3 separate regions of the Sus scrofa genome follow, and regions 2 and 3 are each linked to region 1. The links are chromatin contacts, called in public HiChIP or PLAC-seq maps. All regions are on one chromosome and are shown on one strand. Each heading gives the region's core, a stretch centred on a gene start, on an enhancer-like site or on the middle of the called end of the contact. The rest is flanking DNA. Distances are from core to core; before and after follow the strand shown. Region 1 holds the start of DAAM1 (disheveled-associated activator of morphogenesis 1). Region 2 holds the start of ARID4A (AT-rich interaction domain 4A). Region 3 holds the start of PPM1A (protein phosphatase 1A).

Region 1 (4,253 bases), core at 616-3,115:
AACGCTGCCTCCAACACTATTAGGAAAATGCAGGTAGCCTGAAAGGGGGAAAAGATCTTTCGACTGCAATTTTCTGAGTTTGCCTTAGGAAAAGGGCTCTTAATAGTTTTTTTCTGGGGAGGGGGGTTGGAGAGACCAAGTACATGTAGGCGAGAGGGAAAGGGGTCTAAAAACTCTGTCCAAGCTATTTACAAGAGAATGTTCAGAGCCCTGGGCTGAGAAACCGGTGACTAGGAGAGAGCAGCTGGGCCCAGGAAGAGCATCTGACCACACCCACTGGCCACGCCCTCCCAGCTGCCCGCAGAGCCACATCGAATTGAAACAGCAGTGGGAGCAGTTAAGATTCCGACGGCAGGAGTCGCCATGGCAACGGGATTTGTCTTGCAGGCAAACTCCGCTTCAATTCACTAGGTCCTTCTCGAGCCTCAAGAAACTACCAGTTCAACGAGGGCAAAACGGCCACGCGTGGCGTTCTTTCTTGACGCTTTCCTGCGTAGGTGGAGATGGGGGGGTGGGAGATGGGGAACCAGGATTGGAGTGTATTCTATTTCTGGGCCCAGTGAAATATTTCATGGCAGCAAGAGACAGAACACTCCAACCACAGGCTGTGAGCAACTTGAGAACAGAGCCTTTAGCAAAGATTTGATGAATGAGTGAGTAAGGGAAAGAATAAGGGGGCTGGGAAAGGGAAATCCAGAGGACTTCACCGGCCTCGCTCAGGTGCCCGGTCGGAGAGCAAGAGGATCACAAGCATTTGGATTTTCACCACCAGCTGGGAAAACCGATTATCCACCGCTCTTGCCCCACTGCGAGTCTTATCGTTAGATTATTCCACACTCCGCACCGCTTTTCCACCTCCTAGCCCAGCGCTCCAGGCAGACGCTTCGTACCAGCTCAGGTGTTATTTGTCGAGGGAACCATCAGTGCAACGGGCATCAAGATGCCCCCTACCCAGAGGGATGCGAGGCGGGAGTGCTCTGCGGCGCTTGGAAACCAGTCAGCAGGCTGCGCAGCCTCCCCTCGCCGCTGTCCGACAACACCCCTCGCTCTTTCCGCAACGCGGTTTCCCTCTAGTCTCTCGTTTGAGATATTTAGCTCCCAACTTTACCTAAATTACAGTCACTTCATCCCTTTCGAATGAGTCTTGAGATTAGGGTGCCCGGGATGGTAGGGGTTCTGCTGGGATGAGTAAATGAGTCTCTCCTCCTCTGTCGCCACCTCTGAGTCCACCTAGCCTGCCTTGGGATTCTCCCCTCCCGGAGCCTCACCGGGCAGCAGCTCCCGACAGCAGCAATGTCCACAGCACCCAGCTGGGGCCACGACCCCCAGCGCCCCAGCCCCAGGGTGTCAGCAGCAAGGCGGCGAGTGGTACCCCGCCGGCTCTCTTGGCATCTGAGCGCCTCAGAAAGAAAGAAGGGAGGCACCCGCGTCCTCGGGGGCGCCTTTCTCCAGTCTCGCTTTGCTTTGTGCCGCGCTTGCAGCCATTTTCCCAAACCGAGCTTGGCAGCTGGAAGCTGTCTAGGTCCTGTTCCCACCCAGACCCAACCTGAAGGACGGGTTTAATATTTACCTACTGGCCCGGGAGCTCCGGGGAGGCAACGGGAGGGCGCGCCGCGAACCCAGCGCCGGGCCCGAAACAGCGAGCCCAACCCCACGCCACCGCGCGGTGCCACTTAATGAATGAGTGCAGCGAGCGACGCGGCACGTCCCCCTTACCTGAGCAGCCCCAGCATTCTGAAAAGGCGGTTCTGAGCTTCGGGTACAATGGGCTCCCTTAAACAGTTTCCTTCACAGCCGCTCGTAGGTTACCAACTCGCAGGTGACATCACCCTCTCCTCGCCTGATAGGATACAATGTGGCGCCCACTGCGCATGGACTCCCGGGTCGCTTCTGGGAGTTGTAGTTCGTGTTCCACAGGCAGAGCCCGGGTAAGTGCGATACCAGGGTTCTTGGAACTACACTTCCCGACACACTCCCGGCCTCTTCGTCCACGCCCCTAACCCCGCCCCCGCCTCGACCCGCCCCCCCCCGACCCGCCCTCCAGCCTTGCAGTGTTAGTCCGGGTAGTTCAGAAGCTGAGCTGAGGACGCAGCGGGTTGGGAGCAGGGGTTGCGGGTGGGAGGGGAAGTGGTATCCTTAGGTCGTGCTCTTTGACTTGACCTCCACTCGGCCCCATGCGGGCTCCGAGGAACCAGAGGGGTCCGGGACTAGTGCGCACTAGCCCCGCAGCTCTGAGCAACCTGGTTCCGTTGGCCCCGGCCGAAAAGAGAAGATTAAGCCCTTCACTGCCTCCCCTAGGCGTAGCAACTAATTAATTGGGTTAAACGCAGTCGAGGAATTACCCCACGACCCAGAGGAAGGCGGACGCGGACCCTGAAGGACAGAAATGCCCCTGTGCCCCACTTGGTACAAATCACCTCTCGGTCTTCTCTTTCCTTCTCCCATTTAACGGAGTCAGGGTGACCAACCAGATCTCTGGGAACAGCTTAGTCGCCTGAGCCGACAGAATAACCTAGGGTGTCGCTAATCAAAATGCTGTGCAACAGACTAGATAGTCGCCTCAACCCTCCGTCTGGGAGCCTGCTGCTGCTGCAGAGATAATACTATCGCGCAGCCATGCTTTTGTTCTTCCCTGCAGCAGACTTCCCGCTCGCTCATGGCTCCCAGGAAGACAACATCCTTGCCTAAAGTTTTAATAAATAAATATACGTATACATGTACTTTTAAATACACAACACTCTCAACTTGCATACCTTTCTCTTCAAATTTTTTAATGACCTAAGCGAAACAACATCATGCTGTTCAAGAACTGCTGTGATACTAATACACCTAAGTGTTTATTTAAAGATAAGATGTGCAGCAGAATTCTGAACCTTCAATAAAATTTTATTTTTAATATGTAAAAATTTGCCTTGGAACTTTTCATTATTCAATGAATATCAAACATTATAAAAAATTAACACTGGTAAATCTCTTGATGTGTTTCTAAATGAAAAAAAAAATCTTTACGTCTAGTTATTCCAGTTGTAAAGGTAAATTATAATGGCATTCGATGTCGTAATCACATATAAGGATCAGCTCACACCCTTATTTCTACAAGCAAAATCTCTAGAGACTACCTCTCATGAAAAGAAAGTTCACAATTAAGATTTCAAACAACTCTCCACCTAATTGTTGGTGAAAGTCTTCTTATTTCTCATATCATCCTGCAACAATAACTGGGGTTCAAGAGAAAAATATTCATGGATCTAGTTGAAGATCTCAGGAAAGAAGGAAAGGCTTTGTTTGCTGAGAGGGATTTTACTACTGAATTCTGCTTTTTCTTTTAACAAGCCAATTCCTTATAGCCCAGACACATTTTTCTCCACTGAGGGAAGATAACTTTGAATGTTGCTCTCCTGTTCTGAGCTATTCCATCCATTTCAAATATTGTCTTAAGTGGAACCTAGACAATACAAATGTTCCATTGGCCAACAGATCAAGAGTACAATCAGTGATATTCTAGCTAATGGGTAGACTTAATGCATTGCAGTTCATTGTGGGAAAAGATTCAGAAAGAAACTTGACCTGGGGTGAATCTAAAAGCTCTTCCAGTTCTGTAACTTTGTAGAGCTTTTAGAGGGAAATACAATCAGTGCGCCTGAAATGTATTGAGTCCAATTGGATGTGGAGATTCTTTATAAGTCAGGATTTAGACTTACAGATAAAAGTATATTATATTATTGTGGTACACTCTGAGGAGTAAGTTTATAGAATAAATCACCTTAGAGCAAGTTCTCTTGAGTCTTCAGTAATGAAGGAGAGGATGAAGTCTGCCTAAAGAAAAAATTCCATTCTCTGTAGCAATTAATATTATAGGGATGTGCCATGTTACATGTCCATATATAAAGGACATCATACACAATAGATAACAAGCACAGAAATGAGCAGATGTACACATGTGAAGCTGTTCTTCCTACTAAATAGATATAAATATAGATAATAAATATTGAAAGATAGGCATCGTTTGGAAGCATTTTGCTATGTGCGATGGATTTGAGCTTATCCCTGCACACTATTTTCATTGGTAACCAGGAGAAACAAAGATGGCTCTTCAGCACCAGAAATGCAGTCTGTGGTCCTGGGACTAGAGGAAGCTTAACAACATCTATGGAGACTGAAGGGAACACACTTCTCTCCCTCCCTCTCTCCCTCTCTCTCTCTCTCTCTCTCTCTCTCTCTCTCTCTCTCTCTCTCTCTCACACACACACACA
Region 2 (4,253 bases), core at 482-2,981, 950 kb after region 1:
AATCCACATGTTCCATCCTTAGAAAATCGCATTGGCACTGGAGAAGAAAAAAACAAATTTCAAAAAATCCCCCAAACAACCAAAGCAGGACAGAAGCTTTACTTCTGCAAAGGTTGCTGCCAACACAGGAAGTGTTTAAAAATACTAGCCCAATGGACAACAATGGAAAGGCTGCACCAGCCTTTCCAAAGTGCTAACTGCTTCGGAGAGGGGACGAACTGACCGCATTTAGACACAATGATCATTTCTCACCCAATTCAACATGTCTTCATTTTCAGAAAGCGCAGCTTAGTAATCAATTTTGAGTAGAAAAAAATAAAGAAAAGAAAAATGACATTCCACAGCTCTAGCCTCACGACAGGCAGTGTCCAGGGCACGAGGTTCCGAGCAGCGTCGACTCCACTTACCTTCATTTTTACTGGTGATCTGTGGGGTTCCAGCTCAACGAGCTATCTTCTCTACCGCTGGAACCAAGGGGAGGGGAAAGACGAGCACAGAATCAGTCAACAGAGGGGAGCGACTCGGGGAAAGAAAGTAAACAAACGCCTGCGGGGAGGGGCAGAACCCTCACCAGGGAGGGCGAAAGAGCCCCTCCGAGGGCAGCCAGGACGCAGGAGCCGGAGGGGCGGCGAGAACCCCACGGGCGCCAAAGGGCAGCGGTTCCGCCTCAGAGTTCGCCAGCGGCCCACCGCGCCCCCGCCTCGCTCGCCACTTTGACCCGGAATGCTCAACTCAGAGCCCCAGGACGGCACGCTCCGGAGAAGGGCAGGGCGCCGTTGGGGCTTCCCCAGGTCCCCTGCAGGCGCGGTCGCCGAGCCTCCTCCCGGCCGCCCCCGGATACCCCGACTTCGGCCCGCGCCCCGCCTCCGCAGCTCGGCCCCCTCGGCCCGCCCCGGGCCCGCGGTGGCGGCAGCGGAGTGTCACGGCGCCATTGCTCTCCTTCCTCCGCTCTGCACCATGTCAGGAAGGAGAAGCGCTTCTTCACCCCAAGGGGCAGGGGCCGCGGCCTTCAGCTTGGAGGCGCGCGAGGAAGGGAAGACCCGCGAGGGGGAGGGGGCTGGGGGGGCGGAGAGGAGGAGGGGAGGTGGCCCGGACAGGGTGTGGGAGGGGAGGGGAGCCGAACGGCAGCAGCCGCCGCCTCCTCCCCGCGCCCGCCTCAACTTTTTGTACAGCCCAGAGCGGTACCAGCCCCCAGCCCCTCGGGTCCTGCCACGGACTCCAGGGGGGAGGACGCGCCGCGGAGTTAGAGGCCGGCTCCCCCAAGCAGCCAGCTTCTCGCCGCGCGGAAGCAAACTTAGCGGCGCGGCCAGCCCCACAGCCATTTTCCCGGGGAACCCGGGGAAGCGGCCGGGGAGGCAGCTGCAGCGGCTGTTCCTGCAGTTGCTGCCGCTGCTCCACGAACTGCCCCTTCTCCTGCGCTTGTCGCCCCGCTTGCCAAGCATCCCCCTCCCCACCTCCAAAGCTTCCAACTGTACCGGGACCCCGGGCAGCAGCACCAGCTGCTAGTACCGCTTCGTCCATTCAGTATCGCCCGCTTCCCTTCTCCCCACCTACCAACTGAGGGTGAAGTGGGCGCTGTCAGCTCCCGAGTCCTCCGCCCCACTGACCCCCGTGGGCCCCCGTCCGGGCAGCACCACTCTCGGCCGCCGCGGCAGTTCCTGCGCCCGGTTCCCTACTCGCCCGATTTACTGCCACAATCCACCAAATAACAAGCTGTTGAGCAGTCTCGCTTCTACACGAACTCCTATTGGCTGCTCATGACGCCGAAGAGTTTCGGATTGGAGCTCGCTACCTGCCGTCCTCATTGGATGTAGCTCTGAAACTTCCCGGATTGGTGCGAAAAATAGCAGGTAGGACATCTTCCACTTATGATTGGCTGTCTCCGAAGACTAACGTTACTGGAGAATCAGGTATTGAGTTAGTAAATCCTGAGAAATGATTGGTAAAGAGGACTCCGGATGTGCTTGACTGAGCACTGATTGGTCAATTGGGGGGGTCAGGAAGAGCAGTTCGGCACGAGGATTGGCGGTGGGGTGTCCCATGGAAACCGAACCCGGCGCTGCGCCCAGGACTTGCACGGGGGCGGGGCAGGTCTTTCCAAGACGCCTGCGCCGAACCAGCTTGTCGGCGCCATTTTGTCTGGGCAGCGGTGGCTGCAGCTCTATCGCTTTTTATGTTTCTGGCCAGACGAGAGCGGATTCTTTAGTCTGTAGATTCGTTTTTCTGCGGCACCCATCCACCGTTCTCTCCAGGACAAAACCTAGTGAACGTTGGAAGAGTCGCGATCTGCCGGAAAGGTCAGTTCGAAGCTGTGGTTGTCCGGTGGGCTGGGGGATGGCGCAGCATTGGAGGCACCGGCACCGGAAGTGAGGGGGCCGCGCGGCAGCCATGGCCGGGTATGTTCTCCCTGCGGCGGGGAGGGGAGCCGGGAGGCGGGTTGAGAGGGGGCGAGGCTTCCTCTCCCGCTGCCAAAGAGAAAGAGGCGGAGGAGACGAGCTGGTCTTTTTTTCCTGGCCGATCCTTTGGGCTCCTCTTCTCTGGGAGCAGTACTTCCCTTCTTTGGAAGTGGGTTTCGGCAGCTTGTCATACTCTGTGATCGAGTGTCACCAGTTATAGGCTCCTTTTTCAGGAAGACGGGGAAGGTAAGGTTCTTAGACCCTCCCTACCTGGGGAGAGGTGTTTCCGCGTGCTCCTCCCGCGATGAGGCAATAAGGAAACTGGGTTTGGGGCGCTGAGGAATTCTCTTGGCAGCAGCCCTGCTACTTTAGACGTGCAGCTGTGCCACCCTTCTGGAGCCTTATACTACTTTGGGGGAGGAAATACAGGGACTGAAAACTCCTGACCTAACCCTTATCATCACTCCTTAGAGGAAAGGTCCTCCCCGGTAGGACTTTGTTCAAGGCAGCCGTTGAGCTTGTTGTGATCTTGTGTTGTTTTCAATAGAACAAAATTACATTTGAAATTGTGGAAATAAAGTATTAATTAGCAAGTTGAGTTAAAGAATGAAATAATTAAATATGTAAAAATCAATGGTAGTCCACATTGACTACATTTACTCGTTAGGAGAATATCTTAATTGAGTCAATTTTTCATTCACAATAGTGCCTTTTCTTAGAATTACTAGAAAAGTAATTTCTTAGTTAAAATAAATGCATGTTAGTTTTTCTATCGAATGACCTTGTCACACTGATCTAAATAACTGCATAAAATTATCTTCATAATATTCTTGATTTGAACCCTCTTATTCATGGGGCTCCAGACTAGAAAATGATTGAATGATTTAATAATTTATTGAGATTTTTTTTTTGGCAGTTGGTCAGAAGAAAACAGGACAGTTCAGTGACAAATACCCGAAAGTATTACTGAGGTGAGCCTGCCTGAAAAAGTTTTTCTGTGGACCAGTAAGTAGAACCATAAATAGCAAAATGAAAAAATGGTAGTTGAAAAGTGTTTGTTTGGTCAAAGGTTCAAATAAGTCTGTATAACTAGCTTCCTGATGTGATACTTTAGAATGAAGTCCCCAGATTAGGACATACTTATGAGTCTGTTTACTCAATTATGCCTTTCCCATTTCTGGATTTTTTAAGTGCTTCATATTTTTATCAAGAAACAGTGTGAACATTTTCATGATTTTTTTCCTCCATATTTAAAATTTTGGCATATAGAAAAGATATTTCAGTAAGAGTTGAGAAGTGATTTTTTTTTTTTTTTTGGTAAAGAAATTATAAAACATATAAAACTGCTCAACTTCCCCTGGGGGTAATCACCTATAATTCCACTACCTAACTTAAGACTGTTATTATCTGATCCAAATAACACATGTTACTGGGCATTTGGAAATTCCCAAAAAGCCAAAAGAAGAAAAAAAAAATTTCTTGTATTGCTGCCACCAAAAGGTGTATACTGTATGTTTATCTTTTTTTTTTTTTTTTTTTGTCTTTTTGCTATTTCTTTGGGCCGCTCCCGTGGCATATGGAGGTTCCCAGGCTAGGGGTCAAATTGGAACTGTAGCCCCCATCCTACGCCAGAGCCACAGCAACGCTGGATCCGAGCGGCGTCTGCATCCTACACCACAGCTCGCGGCAATGCCGGATCGTTAACCCACTGAGCAAGGGCAGGGACCGAACCCGCAACCTCATGGTTCCTAGTCGGATTCGTTAACCACGAACTCTCCGTTCCATATGCTGTGGGTGCAGCCATGAATTAAAAAAAAAAAAAAAGATCATGTCTTAGGAATAAATGAAAGAGAATTA
Region 3 (4,253 bases), core at 555-3,054, 910 kb before region 1:
AGTTAATGGGGTGGGTCACTATGGCTCTTGTCAGTTTCCTAAACTGTAAAGAGTTACAGAACTACACTTTGGAAAAGGCCCAATATGTAAAAAGATAAATATATAAAAGTGAAGTTGTTCGAGTTAAATAGCAGTTGGAGAGCAAGCCCTGCTGGATTCCGGAGAGCTCTGGGACCCCTAAAGGTTCAGCAGAGCACTGTTAAATCAACCCTCTGACTCTTCAGAGCTCTTTGCACCTAAAAAGCAGTTGTGTTTAAAATCACAACGTGCAAGTTTGAAATGATTAAGCCTTTTTCCTCAAAATATTTTTAAATTTCTAATTTTCTTCAATAATGTCAAAATCATTTACTTTGAGAAAATAATAACATAGATTTTTTTACATTGCCCATACTCTTCCAATCACTTCACTTAAAATGCATTCGGCTCATTACACCAATCAGCAGGAAATTTAGGGTTGGGGTGGACAGGGCGAATAGCTTTCTTGGCTTGGACAACTTAAGTACGACCTTTGTAAATTTTTAAGTACCATGCGGTGCTTGAGGAAAAAAAAAGAAATACCTCAAGCGATGAAATTTTCAAAACATATCTAAAACCGCTGTTGGTAGAGGCCCTCCAGAGCCAGCAGTCTTTCAAGAAAATATTAAAAATCTACAAGCAGAAAAGTATCATACCTCGACCAAACTCTAGCATCAAGAACTTTTACTCACACAATTAACACGGTTTAAAAGACGAAAAGAAATCAGTACCATTTACTTCAATGAATTTGTTCAATGCTTTAGGAATGAATGAATTGGAGGTATCACTGACTTGAGTTCTAAAAAAGCCTCACTCTAAGCTCTACCCTCTATAAAACCTGAAGCAAAAACTCTCCAGAATTTGGTGTTTCAAGGCCAAGTCCGGTCCAAAGGAAGCTTCTCCTCTTCTTTCTCGCGGCCTCCCTCCAGGGGCTGGAGCCCGGGGTGGCCGGGCGGTTGGGGGCGCCGTACGCCCCCTCCCCGCTCAGGGAAAGTTCCGCGGGTTCATCTCCGGTCGGGGCAGGCCTGGCCCGCCGACGGCCCTACCCGGCCGAGCGGCCGCAAACACCCCGCCCGGCATCTGCACCCGGAGGGTCGCGCCCCCTCCCCGCGCAGCCGCCACAAACACCCCGCCCCCGCCTGCCCGCCACCGCCCTCGCAGAACGTTAACCCCTCGTAGTCCGCCGCCCGGCTCGGGGGAGGAGGCCGGGCCAGGGGGTGGAGTTGTCGCGTCTCCTCCCGGGAGCGCCCGGGCAGACGCCCGGCTTGTTTACAGGCCCCAGGCTTTAGGCCTGGCCGCTGCCGCGCAGGCCCGCGCCGCCCGCCCGCCCTCGGCCCCAGCGTCGCGCTTACCCGGAGCAGCCGCGGGCAGGCAGGTCCCTGGTCGGCCGAGGCTGCGGCGGCCGGGGAGGGGGCGGGAAGGGGGTCACCGCGGCGGCGGCCGGCCAGGTCAGGCCGGGGAGGGGGCGGAGGAGGGGAGGAGCCGGGCTGCGTCCGGGCCCCCGGCTCTCGGCGCCCTCGCGGCTCAGATCATCCGGGCGTTGGAGCGGGAGGCGGAGAGCGGGTCCCGGAGGAGGAGGAGGAAGAGCCGAAGATTCATCGCTTACGCACCCCACCTGCCTTAGCGCCCCCCCACCCCCCTCCCCAACCACCGGCTGCCGAGCTGCCGCTGCCGGAGCACCCGAAGCTGCGGGCCGGGCCAGTGCGGAGACCACAGCTCCCTCGCTCCCGCGCGCGCTCCCGCCCCTAGCGCCGCCGCCGCCGCCGCCGCCTCCAGCGCGTCCCCGCGCAGGCGCGCTCACGACGGTGCCGTACTACCCCTCCCCCACGCCTCCGCCTGCCACGCTCCGCCCCGTGGGCTCAGAGGCCCCTACAGCTGCGGCGCGGCGGAGCAGCTGGAGAGACCCGGATGTCGTTGGGCAGGAACTGCAGCGCGCGCTGGCTAACGGGGGAGGGGTGCAGGTGATGTCACTGCCCTACCCAGCTTCTCTCGTAGCAGTGGCCTCGCCGCCCGGCCCCTAGGCAGAGCCACAAACGAGCGTCCGAATCCCGGAACGGAACCGGGACATGGGGCTTCCTGCCCTGGCCCTGGGGACTGGACAGAGGTGTGACTGTATGAGCCTCAGGAATGGGGATACTCTCCGAGCCCGGACTCGGCATCCCCCCTAGGGCGTCCGCGCCTCCTTTCGCTGGGCTACCGTCTGTCTGCAGATAGATACCCCATTCCCGGGGAAGACGCAGTCTACAGAGGCCGAGGACCGACCTTGTGCTGTCGACTTCTCTCCCTTACAGTTGCGGCCTGATCGCGGCCTAGCTGCTGCGGCTCTAAGGCATGCTTGTTGTCAGGCCACCGCCAGATCCCTCTCCCTCAAGCCTCCACACTTCCGGAGCCATCCTTGCCCCAGCGACCTCGGGAGACCTACGCAGGTGCTCTAGCCACACATCTCGGGTCCCAAAGGGCAGCAACACTCTCACCCTACTACCACCCACCCACACGCGAGTGCCCCTGATACACGCACAAGGCACATGCTCTGAGTTTCTGGTGGTTTTTCGTCTGTAGCTCGTGGGGTTCCACATTGTATTTATTTGCACTTATTAGACAGTCACGTGATTCTGTCACAGGGGACATCCAACCACCTCCAGTGAGGTTAAAGGAACGAAGGATTTTTCAAAATCTGGAGGATTATCAAAAATGTGGCAGCTGCTGCTATGAAAATTTAGAGATCTGTTAAACCCAGTTGCACGTGCAGGTGGCCAGAATCCAGTTTAGCTAGCTAGACTGCAGACAACCCGACCCACGCCGTTTGCAGACGCCAGGGATACAATGACAAACCCTAGGCGGCCAATGAATCAGAACTGGAGAGCAGTACATCACCAGCAGGGTTTCCCATTGGCTGGGATGCTTTCCCTCTCTTGTCAGAGGTTTAACCTGCTCAGGGATTTGACTTATACCACATTTCCAGGCACAGAAGTTTAAAAGAAAAATCAGTGTTTAAAAAAGATGCTCTTGGGAGTTCCCTGGTGGCCTAGGGGTTAAGGATCGGGTGTTGTCACTGCTGTGGCACGGTTTTAATCCTTGGCCCAGGAACTCCTACATGCCTGTGGGCACTGCCAAAAAAAAAAAAAAAAAAAAAAGAAGAAGAAGAAAGATGCTGTGCTACATATACATAAAGAAAAACAAAATACTTCATTATAGGAGGCAGGTACTTTAAAAAGAGCAACCAGGAGTTCCCACTGTGGCACAATGAGACTGGGGCATCTCTGGAGTGCTGGGATGCAGGTTCCATCCCTGGCCAGGCCTAGTGGGTTAGGGATCAGGTGTTGCCACAGATGCCGTGTAGGTCACAACTGCCACTGGGATCTGATTCCCTCTCCAGGGAACTCCATGTGCTGCAGAGCAGCCAAAAAAGAAAAAAGAACACCTGAAGATGTTAGTCATAACGTGTTCCAGCTGATAAAAAAGTAGATTTGTGATAAGGCCTCTCCATTTTATCCTAAGAGCTTGTACCCTGCTACTTTGTATCTCCTAAAACCACTTTGTTGCTCCAACTCTTAGATCTAAAGCAACCTATTTATTCTGTCTCTGTCATTCAGCAAGCATTTAACTGCTTTTAAAACTGTAAATGCTATCTCATTTTTCCAACATGACTTTTTTGTGACGGTTCTGTTCCTTTCACTTTTAGACATGGGATCTAACAACAGGATCAAACAATATCACCAAAAGATCACTGGCAGGCTGCTTCTTCAAGGAACCCCCAAATCACCCAATATCTTGGAGGTTAGAATTTCTTAGAGTAAGATGAAGATGGATCATTTCCAGGTATATAAAGTAAAAATAAAGTTCACTTATGCATTTGGTCTCAGTATCATCTGATGACATATTTCCTATATTTCCTAATTCTCCCCATGCTTGCCAAAAAAAAAAAAAAAAAAAAAAGAAAGAAAGAAAAAGAAAGAAAGAAATGAAATTAGATCAAAGATCTTTGAAACTTTGCCTTATTGGAATTCTTAATACTTTGGACAAGTAGCAGCATGATTAGCATGCTAGTGGACTCATTACCATTCTGAAACAGAAAAACCCATGTGAAAACCACAATTTGAAATGCCCTTAGAAAACAAATTTTCTTATTCATAAGGCAGAGCCTGAGTCGCCAGTGGCACTATAGGAACATAGTGAGCTTAAAGGTCTTGCCTGTCTTAACCGCTTCCTTCTTTTAAATTTCCATATCTTTCTGCTCT

The links. HiChIP or PLAC-seq counts read pairs in DNA pulled down with a chosen protein or histone mark.
Region 2: an H3K27ac HiChIP or PLAC-seq map of alveolar macrophages shows a contact between it and region 1. The contact joins the promoter of ARID4A here to the promoter of DAAM1 in region 1. A contact is called at or near these places in 2 of 2 datasets of contacts at active chromatin or transcription factors (alveolar macrophages and skeletal muscle).
Region 3: an H3K27ac HiChIP or PLAC-seq map of skeletal muscle shows a contact between it and region 1, with 2.7 times the contacts expected there. The contact joins the promoter of PPM1A here to the promoter of DAAM1 in region 1. A contact is called at or near these places in 1 of 47 Hi-C or Micro-C datasets (subcutaneous adipose tissue) and 1 of 2 datasets of contacts at active chromatin or transcription factors (skeletal muscle).

What each region holds. Positions count from the first base shown.
Region 1 is chr1:188,332,947-188,337,199 of Sscrofa11.1, reverse strand. DAAM1 (disheveled-associated activator of morphogenesis 1) reads right to left here and starts at 1,865. Exons shown (of 25, transcript XM_021102694.1): 1 at 1,717-1,865.
Region 2 is chr1:187,382,832-187,387,084 of Sscrofa11.1, reverse strand. ARID4A (AT-rich interaction domain 4A) reads right to left here and starts at 1,731. Exons shown (of 24, transcript NM_001244179.1): 1 at 1,551-1,731; 2 at 408-464. The coding sequence starts at 413. It overlaps LOC102165044 (a long non-coding RNA gene), which reads left to right and starts at 2,069. Exons shown (of 4, transcript XR_301235.3): 1 at 2,069-2,297; 2 at 3,313-3,367.
Region 3 is chr1:189,246,525-189,250,777 of Sscrofa11.1, reverse strand. PPM1A (protein phosphatase 1A) reads right to left here and starts at 1,804. Exons shown (of 6, transcript XM_021062341.1): 1 at 1,368-1,804. LOC110259569 (basic proline-rich protein-like) reads left to right here. Exons shown (of 5, transcript XM_021085056.1): 2 at 874-1,290; 3 at 1,325-1,976; 4 at 2,307-2,441; 5 at 3,698-3,951. The coding sequence ends at 3,817.